Regions from separate parts of the Mus musculus genome. Here all the other regions are linked to region 1. A link is a contact called in public ChIA-PET, HiChIP or PLAC-seq and promoter capture Hi-C data. All regions are on one chromosome and are shown on one strand. The core of a region is the stretch at or near the end of the contact, and the rest is flanking DNA. Distances in the headings are between cores, read along the strand shown.

Region 1 (3,139 bases), core at 330-2,829:
AGTGGTTGGGAGTCTCCAGAGACAAGGTTTACATCCAGGGATGATGTTTGTGTTCTGCCAAACAACTAATTGAGTAGCAAGCCTAACAACTTACTACGTGCTGATAAAAGCTTGTGTTTATTTTAGGAATTTTTTTTTAAAGACAAGAGTCTGTTAGGTAGCTTGCTATGTAATCCAGGCTGGCCTGGAACTCAAAGATATCCACTTGGCTGTCTGCCTCCGAGTGCCAGTGTTAAAGGCCTGTATCCCCATTCTGGGCTTATACTTTGGAGAACTAATAGATATAAACATCACTAAGAGTTTCACTGATGAAAGTGAGTCGGAGTGGTCAGGGCAGAACACTGATCAGTACTCTAGGGGCTCTGAGGTCAATCCCCAATGGTACCTTCCCACAACAAGCCCCAAGTAATCAAGCTCCAGAAAGCTATAGGATTAAGTAAATTAACCAATGGTTATAGACATGACTATTCCAGATATACTGATGTATCACATTTGTTTTCTTAATTTTCTCAACCTTTAGAAAAATAAAACTGGAGATGTTTTCTGAGTATGACTTATGACCACTTTTTTTTTTTACAGTCAATATATTTTAGAGGCAAAACAAATTAGCAGCCACTAAATCAAATTTTGCAGCGTTCTAACCTTGTTTTACATACTTTCTCTGGACCCCAGTTTTTCTTTCTGAACAGTTCTTCATCTCTTCATATAGTGGTAACTGGTAAATCTTTGTTTTTTAATCCTTTCTTAAATTTTAGGATTTTAGCTCCTAGTAAACATCTCCTTGCCACCCCAAGATTTTTGTCCCAGATACTGTGTAGGCCAGTTGTCCTTGTCATGGCCATCCTCAAATGGGATCACAGTCATGCTTCTCAGTGCGCAGGACAAACTGTATCGAGGAAATGTTTTCTCCCGGAACATTTTGTACCAAAACTATGACTCCCTAGCTCATCCAGACTCCTGGCTTATCTCTAACTTGAAAATGAGCGCCTTCAGAGAACATTATATCTCACAGGCACTATCTTTAGTCCCCTACTCTTCCACACCGCATCATGTTTTGTTGTTGTTGTTGTTTTTTGTTTTTTTGGACAAGGTCTCAACTATGTAGCCCTCGTTCACCGGGAACTCCTGGAGTACTGGGATTGCTGGAGTTACAGGCGTGTGCCACCACTGCAGATCTTAAGTTTCATGCAGTCAAACTCGAAAGTTTCAACAAGAACTATTATCCAGCTTGGAACTTAGTTATCTGAGCCCTCAGTCAGTGCATCCAAGATCTCTGGAGAATTCTTAAATGTTTCTAACGCTGTACGTGTGCCTAAATTCACACCCAGTCCTAGGGGCAATGCAAGGCTTGATTTCCAGGTCCCTCTTTGGGCCATGAACATTTCAGGTGCTCTTCATGGGCTTTTGGTGTTTCGGGAGCTGTCACAGGTCCTCAGCTCCGGAGAAAGCTACCCTCCACCCCGCGCCGTCTCACCCATCCCAGCCGCCGCGGCCCCTGCTGAACAGCTCCGCTCAGCGGGAAGGCAGTGACGTCACGGCTAGACTGCACTGACCTGGTTTCAGATTTCGCGGACCTGAGAACCCTGAAGGGCAGACAGGAGGGGACGGGGCGCTGCGGTTCCTCGGCCGGGAGGGAACCCTGTGTGTGTCTCGGGCTGTGTATGCGTGTGTATGTAGCGGGGAGCGAAGGATCGCTCTCAAGCAGCGGCCCAAGAGTCAGCGCCTCCTCCTGAGAAACACCCGCGGGCGGAGAAGAAAGCGAGTGGGTATGTTGATGGGGGGCGGCCAAACTTCCTGTCCCGCTCTGGAGCTGCTTCCGGCGGGAGCCGGAAGACGCCGTGTGTGGACGGGATTCGGGGCTGACTGACGGACGGACGGCTGCCCGAGACTGGAAGGTGAGCTCCAGGCTAGTGTAGCCACCCCCGCTCGGGTAGGTGGTCCCGCCGAGAAAGGAAGCCACTTATGGGGTCTGGGGATCTAGAGCCGGGTTCGCCCCCGAAGGGCGCAAGGAAGCCGTCCCCCCAGACTCCCCCAGGCGTCTAGCGGGCGGGGAGCGACCGGTCCGAAGCCCGGCGGCTGCGGCCCTAACCCCTTTGGGGATCTGGGGCGCACCGTTTCTCCTCCTTTGCTTGTTCTTGAGGGAGGGAGCTTGGAGACCAGCCTGCCCCCCCAGAACGCGGGAGTCAGCGAGTCCCCCGGGCGGAGGCTCCGGACTGCACCCGCGGCTGGGCCCGCCCGCAGACCTAAGGGCCTTCGGCTGAGGCCTTTGTGCTGGCGGGAAGGGTTGACAGCGGTGCCCTGCCCGCGTTTCACCCAGGGCTGCCGGCACCTTTCCTGGGTCCACTCTCTGCCTTGGGCTGGAATAGGGAAGGGACGTCTGCGGACCAGAGCCGGACCTCTGGGGTCTCCTTTGCCTGTCACCTCAGGCCCGTGTGTGGGCAGCGAGTGTTTGCAGCCAGGATGTGTTTTGCTCGTTCAACTTGTTCTCTGAAGTTTCTCAAAAGAAGACGATCCAATTAGTTTATTAAACTTTATCTCACTTGCTCATGAGGCTCTGAGATGTACTTAGGAACCATTTGGGAGTGAAATATTATTGATTTGGGGTTAAGAGTTCATACATTTACATTACATTAGACACAAAGATCAGTGGAACATATGTAAAGAGAATAAAACATAGTTTGAGGTCAAAACGCGCAATTCTGGGTGTTTGGCGTTGAGAAATTACACTTTGTGGCAGATACAGGGCAGCCAAGCATCAGAAAATGTGGTTCTAATTTGAGCTTTGTATCCCAGTAGGTGTCAAATTTAGGTAAATCCCACAATTTCTAAGGTTTTTTTTGGGGGGGCAGTGGGGGGAGGAGTATGTCAGTGAAGAGGTTTACCGTTAAGGGCTGGCCATTATTCTGAGATACTAAACTGCATATGGAGAGTGACAAGCAGAAAGATACTGAGAAATCTAAACAGCATCACAGGAGTCACTTTGGGGTCTGGTTATTATTAATTGCTGGGATTATTAAAACATGTAGGATGAGAGGCACTGCTAGGTAAAATTTGCAGCTGAGTGGGAAGATTGGGCAATAAATAAAAGATAATTCAAGAAGAACAGGTTTGGTAGGGGAGATGATAATCCGTGTTTAGA
Region 2 (3,139 bases), core at 329-2,828, 250 kb after region 1:
GGTGATGGTGGCGCAGGCCTTTAATCCCAGCACTAAGGAGGCAGAGGTAGGTGGATCTCTGTGAGTTCAAGTCCAGACTGGCCTATAGACTGAGTTTCAGACAGCCAAAGCTACACAGAGACACCCTGCCTCAAAAACAACAAAAACAAAAACCCTAAACCAACCAACCAACAACAAAAACAAAAAACAAAACAAAAGCAATCCCCCTGCCTCATCATATGTTCTATATAGTGGATAGAGAAGCCCCCCAATTAATAAAGTGATCTCCAGTTCTGGGAGGGCAACAAGGAGCTAAACTGAAGGTCTAGAATGTGTATGGGACACATGTTCTCCTTGGCTCCTGACACTTAGACCACACTCCAGTCTGAGATATGAAGCAAGGATATTTGAAACACCAGTCCCCACGCCTCCAACTCCAGGTGACTCTCCCAGCCCGCCTGAGCAGGATGCTTCTCACCACACTTCAGCTGTCCCCACTGAGTGCCCTTCTGAAGCCTCTGGAGAAGCAGGCAGTCAAGGGCCCCCAGCAGCTGGGAAAAGCGGCTCCTTTTTAGTTACTCCCCGCTCCCTTCTTCTGCATGGGGCGATCACAGCTTCACACCCTGCCTCTCTGGTTTACTGCAGAACCTCAGGCTTTTGGCTCGAAGCTGCGAGGTACTTGATCCTTACTGACTGTTGGACAGAATAAATACAATCTTCGAGGGAAGCACTCCACGCTCATTCTCTGAGGACGTTTAGAAAGACAGCTGGATAGTCAAGTCGGCCCCCAAATGAAATCCCAGCCCTCGGGAGGACAGTACAGGAGAATGTTGAGTTTGAGAACAACCCAGACCATATAGAGGTCCTGTCTTAAACCACAAGGAAAAAAGAGGTGGCGTGGTGGGGGCGGGGTGGTGGTGGTGGAGTAAGGAGGACTGGATAAGGATAGGAGGGGAGGAAGGCCCCATATTTGTTGTCAACGAAAACCCTCTCTGTTTCTCTTTCCCACGAGGGCTCGATCCTAACCCTGATCCCTTTAACGTGGGCCAGTATTTATTGAACAGCTCTTCTGAAATGAACATAATGTCCCGTGCTGGGGAGATAACTCTACCCACACATCTCCCTCTGCACAGCTAAGCACCTTTCTGTATTCTCATGCCCAGCGCTCGGTCCAGGGCCCTCCAGCCTTCCTTGTCCCGTGTCTGAGTCTATTTGAGGCTGCTTAGTTAAGGGAGGGGGAGAGGTCTCCTAGCCTTTGCGTTCAGACCATCCCCACACCCCCAACCCTACCCCAGGGATCTGTCGCAGCTAACCTAGGCACTGGTCCCAGCCAGGTTATACAGCTCAAAACCGCTATCCACGGTATCTCCTGGAATAACCCCAAACCTGGCTGTTTCACCTCTGTCCCTGCAAGGGCACCCTGCAGAGCCCACCACACTTGGGCCTGCTGCGCCCTGGCCCCTCGATACCGGTGGCGGCGGGAGCTGCCAGCTTTTTGGAATTCCTAATCGCTCCTGGCCCTGGTGATTGGCTGTTCAGCTCTGACCCCACTTGGGCTGCCGCCTGGTTGGATAAAAAGGGAATCTCCTTGGGGCTCCAGAGCATTAGACACCGGAGGGGGCACCTGGGACCAACTTCACGAAGCGGGGAGCCCGGCGGGGGGGCTTGGGGGAGCAAAAGACCCGCGGCCTCAGCCCCTCCAAAGAACCGGGAGATGACGGGGAAAGCGGGGGAAGCGCTGAGCAAGCCCAAATCCGAGACAGTGGCCAAGAGTACCTCGGGGGGCGCCCCGGCCAGGTGCACAGGGTTCGGCATCCAGGAGATCCTAGGCTTGAACAAGGAGCCTCCCAGCTCCCACCCGCGGGCTGCCCTCGACGGCCTGGCCCCTGGGCATTTGTTAGCTGCGCGCTCCGTTCTCAGCCCGGCAGGAGTGGGCAGCATGGGGCTGCTGGGGCCCGGGGGACTTCCCGGCTTCTACACACAGCCCACCTTCTTGGAAGTGCTGTCCGATCCGCAGAGCGTCCACTTGCAGCCACTAGGCAGAGCGTCGGGGCCGCTGGACACCAGCCAGACGGCCAGCTCCGGTAGGTGAGGGGCGAGGCTGCTCGCCTGCTACACTGCTTGGGAAAGTCACAGTCGGGAGCTGTAGGATCTCGCCTGAGAGCCCCCGACCTCCCCCGGGAGGAAAAGTTCCTGCAGGACAAGGGGTCTCATGCTAGGCCTAAAGTCAACGGGTCCCCGACTAGCGACCCAAACTCCAAGGGTTTTCAGATTCATCTTGTCCGACCCCTGCTCAGTTCTTGGGACCTAGTGTCAGTCCATGCTCTATCGAATATCTGGGTTGGGGCCCCAGTGGATGTTGGCTCCGGGTAGCTGAATCCTTGGCGCATCCTTTTCCTTGGGCCCTAGCTTCACTGCTCCACCGAGGTTCGGGCCTTGGGCAGGACCTGCGCTTCTGAAGCCCGATGCTGTTCCTACTTGTCCCTGTGTCCAAAGTTGCCCCCCTCCCGGTTCCTCCCAGTTTCTGTATTGCTGTACCAAACCCCTACCTATATTGCTTAGCTAAGGTTCGATTTCCTCCCGCTACGAACTGGGAAAATCAAGCCACCATGGTACCCAGAGGGCAGCCATCAGATCTAACCTAAGCGGCACCGGTGTACCGGATCCCGATTTTTATCTGGCTCGAGGACCCTGGATGAGCCTCCTTTCGCCCCGTCAGGGCCACTTCCCTGGCGGTGTGCTCTAGCTCGCCGGTTCTCAGTATTTCCCCAGATTTTTCCTGCCATGATAATGTATTAAATGAAGCAGGACAATGAAAAGTGGTTCATCGCAGGCTCTCTGAACTCGAACAGAAAAACATTTTTGTGGGTGCCCCAAAAGAGACAGCGAACCCGCAGTCTCCAGTCCTTTCCGGAACCCCAGCTCCCGTGCAACAGCCCTGTAATCCTTGGGTCAACTTTTGGATCTGGGAGTTGGAGCTGTTGGCGGAGGGGAAGATCTCGAAGCTTGGAGCACCGCCGGGGGTACCAGCAACGCCGTGCCTGCCTCATTCTCACACGTCCCTGCGTGCAGGCGCACCCCGGCCTTGGCCTCTCTTGCAACGAAATTTATCCAAAATCTGTGGTTTCAAGAGCCGACCTGGAGAAGGTCAGCCTGGGCG
Region 3 (3,139 bases), core at 193-2,692, 220 kb before region 1:
CGAACTCAGAGACCCAGCTGCTTCAGAGCTCCAGCTGCCACTGCCTCCCGAGTATTGAAATTAAAGGCATGCACCACTATCACCCGGCATCGGGTGATAGAAACTCCATATCCACTGCCCCTGTAAGACTAGGTAGAAACTTTAACTCCATGTTGGTGAATGGAGTGAGTTACAGCAGGGGTGGGTCATCTCTAGTTCTCTCTTTGAAGGATGAGTGTGGCCTTTTTTCTTGTGTGCTTTGTTCCATCTGTGTGTGTTTGTTTAAAACAGGATCTTGCTATGCAACCCAGGCTTGCTTTGAATTACAATTATTGGGGTTCAGGAATTGCCACTCAAACCAAACTAACAGTGACCTCAGTTAAGCAAGAGTAGCTTATTGAACGCACACCTTAATACTGGGCATCCAGTACTGCAAAAGGGACTTGTTGGGAACTTAACTGCAGTCCAGTCTGCTCTCACAGTAGACTTTTTATAGGAAAAACCAGGTTCAAAAGTTCAAAGGGCAAGGAGGGGAGCAGTTGGTTTACTAGACAAAGTATTATCAGCTAACCTTTAAGCTGATTGGTGCTGAGTAAGGTAGGGTAGGTGGTGGATGGGTGGTGAACAGGGGAATTTCAGAGTACTGAGATAACAGCATGCGTATTATAGTCACAACTTTGGGGCTTATTAGTAGCATTCTTCAGTGTCAGTTATGAAAACCAGAGTGACCTCATTTCATAGGCGCAGGAAGGGCTACCTGGTGGTTATTTTAAACATAACAGTTCATATTGACCTTTGATTTAATGGGTCCTACATAAAGCTTTCTGAAATTTCTTTTTTTTAAAAAAATATTTATTTATTTATTTATTTTATGTATGTGAGTTCACTGTCACTATCCTCAGACACACCAGAAGAGGGCCTTGAATCTCATTAGAGATGGTTGTGAGCCACCATGTGGTTGCTGGGAATTGAACTCAGGACCTCTGGAAGAACAGTCAGTTCTTAACCACTGAGCCATCTCTCCAGCCCCATGTAATTTCTTAAGAGTAGCAAATCTCATTCAGAAAATACAGAACAAAACAGGGTATGTGGTCACATGTCCTTGAGCCAAGTCACTTCTCTGTGTCAGTGACTGGCAGGCATGTTACAGCAATAATATGAAATAGCTGGCAGGCATAGAACAGAATGGCTACAACTATTCTGCAGGGGGGTGGGGGGGATGGGGGACGGGGAGTGTCAGCCTAACACAATGATCCTCCTGTGTCTGAGTCATTACACCCAATTTGAGTGCTGTTAGCTTTCCACTACTGTATGACAGGAGATTGAATATGGGCCCCTCCAACGTAGACTTCCCGGACTTCAAAACTGTAAGACATAAATCTCTGTTCTTTATAAAGTATCTAGCCTTTCATATTTCCCTAAAGTAGAAAAAAAAAAAGGCCTAAAATAAAAGTAATACAGTATTTTAAAGTTGTTTGTTTTTATAGAAAGCTACTACTGAATCCACGCAAAGGGCCAGACTTTGCCTCGATCTTATTCATCTAGTGTCACCGCCTATCCTCAACACCACGTGAGCAGAATCCTCTGTCCTGGCAGAGCTCCGCTGCTACTTTGACTTCACACATCTTTCCTGTATAGAGTCAGCCGGTTTTCTGTTCCTGTCTTGTCTGAGGCACGGGAGCCAGGGGTCGGGAACTCCCAGAGACGCACCAGGTCGGCTCCACAGCAGGCCAGGCTCCGCTCCGGACTCGCGTGGCGCTCCCCGAGGCCTCCAGCTCCTAATGGCGGCGACACTGAGCGTGGAGCCCGCGGGCCGCAGCTGCTGGGACGAACCGCTGAGCATCGCCGTGCGCGGCCTGGCCCCCGAGCAGCCCGTCACGCTGCGCTCTGTCCTGCGCGACGAGAAGGGCATGCTCTTCCGAGCCCACGCGCGCTACCGCGCGGACTCCCACGGCGAGCTGGACCTGGCGCGCACGCCCGCGCTGGGCGGCAGCTTCTCGGGGCTCGAGCCCATGGGGCTGCTCTGGGCCATGGAGCCCGATCGGCCTTTCTGGCGCCTGATCAAGCGCGATGTGCAGATACCCTTCGTGGTGGAGCTGGAGGTGCTGGACGGACACGAGCCGGATGGCGGGCAGCGGCTGGCGCGGGCGGTGCACGAGCGTCACTTCATGGCTCCCGGGGTGCGGCGCGTGCCCGTGCGCGAGGGCCGGGTGCGCGCCACGCTCTTCCTGCCCCCAGGTGAGCAGCTCTCCACCCACCTACCCACCCGGTTCCTAAGCTCACAGCCTAGTCTATTTTTTGGTCCTGAATAGACTCCATGTAGGGTCTGTCACATAACTGTAACTTTAGTAACCTTGTCCCCACTCTCCAAATTCTCTCAATCTTCTTTAAGAGTAAATTTTCTACCAAGTTTCCTTCCCTTTAAGACACCATGAATTCCTCAACTATATGCTGAAGAGGGAGTGCAACTTGAAATCCACTAAATGCCAGCCACACGAGGGAGGGAGTACTGATAACTTATGCCTGTAGTAAGAGTGACTTTTGCCTCCTTTCACATCAAACTTTCAAAGAGCCTTTAACCCACAAATGAAGACAATGTTCCCTAACCATTAAAGCGCACAAAAATGTTTACTACAAAACCTTTCCCTACCATAAACATGCTGGTGGTGGTTTTCAACCTAGAGTTATCCTTGCCCCTTCATGAGGACATTTGGCAATATCTGCAGAGTTTTGTGCTTGTCAAAAATGAAGACTGGAGCCCAGCGGTGGTGACATACACCTTTAGTACTGGGGAGACAGTAGGCTGATCTCTGAGTTCAAGGCCAGCCTGGTCTACAGAGCAAGTAACAGGACTGCCAGGACTACATAGAGAAACGTTTTGGTGGCGGTGGAAGGTGTGTATTGGGGGAGGGGGTGCTGTTTCCATTTAGCTAGTATAGGCCAGCGATCCTGCTAACTTTCTACCCTTCCCACCAAATACTGAACAGCCCCAGATCAAAATGATTCTGTTCCAAATGGATACATTGTGCTGGGAGACAGCTCAGTCGGTAAATTGCTTGCTTGGCAACCATGAAGATCTGACTGAGTTCAAGTCCCCAATACCCAGGTAAAAAGCTGGGCACCAGAGGCAATGCCTGTAAAATGCTGTGAGGCCTCGAAG
Region 4 (3,139 bases), core at 304-2,803, 140 kb before region 1:
TGAGACGTCCTTCAGCTGCTGCCCATCCCTTGGTAGGAGGTCCTGCTGGAAGCCTGGCCCCAGTCCAGTAGCCAGGGAGGGCAGAAGAGAGGCAGAGGAAAACGCAGGAGCCTTCAGGCAAGAGCTAGGAAATGTCCGCTGGTCCTTCCTCTTCTAGGGAGGCTCTTGCGCTCAGCTACACTTCCCTAATCATGATGCCTGCCTGTGCCAGGTCCTGGAGCCTGCAGAGGAAAAACCAGTGACAGTGTTAGCCACGTGACCCCTAGATATGAGCACCAGTGTCCCCCTGCCTCAAGTCACTCATGGGGGCCAGGGATCATGGGGCAGCTGCCAGCAAGACAGCAGGATCAGGTGTCCTCGCTCTTCCTGTCCCACCACCTCCTGGCTAGACTCTCGTCTGCTGCATTTGGTTGTGTAACTCGGAACCCTCTAAAGACACAGACCAAGGGGCCAAGTGGGGCTGACATGTTGCCTAAGCTCCAAGTCAAACGGGGAAAAGGGAAAGCAAAAGCCAAACTGAGAACCTTGTCCTATTAAACTATAAACTAGGCTGGGGCACAGTGCAGCCCAGGTCTGTTCCTTCCCACATGACTGTCTACACAATAGCTCCAGACCCAGAAGAATTCCCCTAAGGTCACTGCTCCCCTCCACCTAAAGAAGAGCAAGTTAGGGGACAGGGACTATTCCCAGCATAGCCACCCATCCTCTGTCACACCAGGCTCTTGCAAAGCCCACAGGGCCCATAGAGTTAGGCTTGCAGCCTTTTATGCCGAAGCACGTAGGTGAGGCCCCACCCCTGGGAAGAGTTGCTGGGTGGGGCTCTGGCTGCTGAAATCTTTCTCAAACTAACACAGAACCTGTTTTGCAACCCTGGCTGGATGTGGGCCCAATTTAGTCTAGTAGCTGGTCAGCAGCTGTTGCTGGCTACCACCGCCGTCCCCTCCACTGTTAAAGAGTGCCTAGCCAGAGCAGAGTCTAACTCAAATAGGAACGGTGCAGAGTTCTAGACCTCAGGCCCTCGAGACTGCCTATGATGGAAAGTGTTCAGTTGTTTTGCTTTGCCATATTTTGAGGATGGTGTTGCTGGGATAGGGGCTTTATTCATGCTAAGCACATGTTGAACAAGTGAGCCAGACTCCCCACCCCACTCTAAGCTGATGTCTAAAGTGACAGTTACACTGACATTGCTACAGAATAGAATCCAGGCCTGTATTTTACAACATGCATAGCTGCTTGCTGTGTTGTTAAGTTTTTGTTCTTCAGATAAAATTTTGTTTATTTGTTTAGTTAGTTTGTCTCCCTCTGGGAAGTTGGTAAGAGTAGGAGGTATACAAGCCCACCTCTTTGCCAAGACTCTGACCCTGGGTCACTAAGGTGGAAAGGCTAGAGGTGGGCAAGGATGAATCTGCAGATCCTGGTAGGCTCAGATACCACAGAGATTATGATAGCAGGTGGGGCAGTTCCCAGAAAACCAGCAGCAAAGAACAGACCTGGCGTCATAAGTCCTGCCCACGAGAAGCCCCGCCCACACCGAGCCCCGGTTCTCCTCCCAGGCTCTCCGTGCTATCGCTGCTCCGCACGTTTCCGCAGCTCCAGCCCGGGCTCCCTCCCGGACTGGCCTGCCTGCCTGCCAGCCTGGCCGCTTGACTCACTGGAGGCCCCCTCCCTTTCTTTCACTTTCACCCAGCACCCAGAAGGGGAGCAACTTCCTCCACCATTTCCTTCCTCAGCTCCTGGGCCTGGTAGACAGCGCGAGCTTTAGCCCAGGAGAACGGCGAGAGAGCTCTAAGTCCGTGCACTCCTTTGTTTTCATTTGTGGAAATCGCAGGGACAGACGGACTGAGGACACTGAGTCACCCTAGCACCAGCAGGAAGGGAAGGATTTGGACAAGCGCTCAGGGCTGGAGACCCTCTTTGAACAAATCTTTCTCATGCTTTTTAAACCCCCTTCCTTGGGTAGCCAGACCAATTCACAACAGAGAACTGAAAGCCAGCCAGAGATGGAAAATCCCCTGGGGCCTCCATGATGAAGCTGAAGGGTGGGACTTCGAGTTCCACCTCTCCGAGGGAGACCCAAGCCTGGCAAAACTAGAAATACGTGTGTGTGTGTGTGTGTGTGTGTGTGTGTGTGTGTGTGTGCGCGCAGCAAGGCAGAGGAAGAAAAAAAAAAGGCAGGGAGGAGACAGGACAGAGGGAAGCCCAGCAGGCCACGTGCCTCTAGGGAGCTGCAAGCTCAGGGATGCTCACAGGCACTCAGGATGCCTGTCGCCTGGGAGTCACAGCATGGGCTTTGGGGGCCTGCAACAGGGGAAGGCCCACGTGGCAGGCAGGCATGGGTGCACGTGCAGACAGGTTCCTGTCAGAGGGGGCCTAGGCAGGGGATGGCTATTCAGTGCCCGGCTTGGGGGTTTAGAGGGCAGAAGGCGGAGTCTGGGTCCGGAGCTCCAGAATATGGAAGCTCTTGCCCATGGGTGTGTGCGGTAGCAGGGGAGATTAAATCTGAGGGTGGATCAAGCTGTTTTTCTTCCTACCCTGCACACCAGGGAGAGCCCATCAACTCAGCATATACCATGATAGGGGAGACTTGCTCTGAACAAGAGGCTGGTTTGGGGAACGGTGGAATCACCCCATAAGCTTCCTGCTGCAGAAATCCCCACAACTCCCTGGCCTGCCAAGCAGGAGGCAAACGTGCAGGCCTAAGAGAAGAGGAAGCTGGAAGGACCACCATGGCAGCCAAGCTCTAAGTAGCCCTAATAATAACAATGTAGCCGGCTTGTCTGTGTCAAGAGTGTCCAAAGTACTTTGTATTTTTTAAAGCCTTGTATCAAGCACCAATAGTTTAACTCCCATTTTGTAGGTAAGCTAGATAAGGCTTACAGGAACAAGGTAATTTGCCTACAGTCACACATGATTATGTCACCAGGACTTGAAGCCAGGCATGTCACACACAAGATGAAATCCTCAACACACACCAGTCTGATCTTAGGCCCCATACACTTACCTTTCCTTAGGTCAGGGCTTGCTGGACACTGCTCTTCACTAGCTCTGGCCAGAAGCAACCCTCTCCCACCCTCTTTAAACATGACTGAGACCCTCAATCTCCAGAGAAGCAGGGAAGGAGCCTCGCCACAAAGAGGAG

What was found. ChIA-PET counts read pairs in DNA pulled down with a chosen protein or histone mark. HiChIP or PLAC-seq counts read pairs in DNA pulled down with a chosen protein or histone mark. Capture Hi-C pulls out chosen DNA fragments and counts their contacts.
Region 2: a contact with region 1 is called in an H3K4me3 HiChIP or PLAC-seq map of bone marrow-derived macrophages, with 2.0 times the contacts expected there. The contact joins the promoter of Vsx2 here to the promoter of Zfp410 in region 1. A contact is called at or near these places in 4 of 115 datasets of contacts at active chromatin or transcription factors (bone marrow-derived macrophages, embryonic stem cells and trophoblast stem cells).
Region 3: a contact with region 1 is called in a promoter capture Hi-C map of adipose tissue. The contact joins the promoter of Acot6 here to the promoter of Zfp410 in region 1. A contact is called at or near these places in 2 of 39 promoter capture datasets (neural stem cells and neutrophils), 7 of 115 datasets of contacts at active chromatin or transcription factors (effector CD8 T cells, embryonic hindbrain, embryonic stem cells and 3 more) and 3 of 9 other capture datasets (adipose tissue, liver and pancreatic islet).
Region 4: a contact with region 1 is called in an RNA polymerase II ChIA-PET map of effector CD8 T cells, with 67 read pairs. The contact joins the enhancer-like site here to the promoter of Zfp410 in region 1. A contact is called at or near these places in 3 of 39 promoter capture datasets (hippocampal neurons, neural stem cells and neutrophils), 2 of 15 datasets of contacts at CTCF or cohesin (large pre-B cells and pro-B cells), 8 of 484 Hi-C or Micro-C datasets (CD4 T cells, CD8 T cells, the N1E-115 cell line and 3 more), 24 of 115 datasets of contacts at active chromatin or transcription factors (the SCID.adh cell line, bone marrow-derived macrophages, craniofacial prominence and 19 more) and 4 of 9 other capture datasets (adipose tissue, embryonic stem cells, liver and 1 more).

What each region holds. Positions count from the first base shown.
Region 1 is chr12:84,315,280-84,318,418 of GRCm38.p6, forward strand. It overlaps Zfp410 (zinc finger protein 410), which reads left to right and starts at 1,580. Exons shown (of 12, transcript NM_144833.4): 1 at 1,580-1,895. Ptgr2 (prostaglandin reductase 2) reads left to right here. Exons shown (of 10, transcript NM_029880.3): 10 at 1-553.
Region 2 is chr12:84,568,250-84,571,388 of GRCm38.p6, forward strand. Vsx2 (visual system homeobox 2) reads left to right here and starts at 1,579. Exons shown (of 5, transcript NM_007701.3): 1 at 1,579-2,063. The coding sequence starts at 1,694.
Region 3 is chr12:84,099,212-84,102,350 of GRCm38.p6, forward strand. Acot6 (acyl-CoA thioesterase 6) reads left to right here and starts at 1,443. Exons shown (of 3, transcript NM_172580.1): 1 at 1,443-2,217. The coding sequence starts at 1,761.
Region 4 is chr12:84,174,203-84,177,341 of GRCm38.p6, forward strand. It overlaps Mideas (mitotic deacetylase associated SANT domain protein), which reads right to left. Exons shown (of 13, transcript NM_001163501.1): 2 at 1-221. Among named protein-coding and RNA genes, the nearest start is that of Gm40475, 13 kb to the left of the region's middle. RefSeq lists an enhancer at 1,489-2,541. Within about 2 kb of position 1,554, at least 414 of the 459 cell types and tissues checked have an H3K27ac peak or open chromatin away from gene starts, as enhancers often do. A contact at or near this core is called in CD8 T cells, the N1E-115 cell line, the SCID.adh cell line and 27 more, where this site is marked.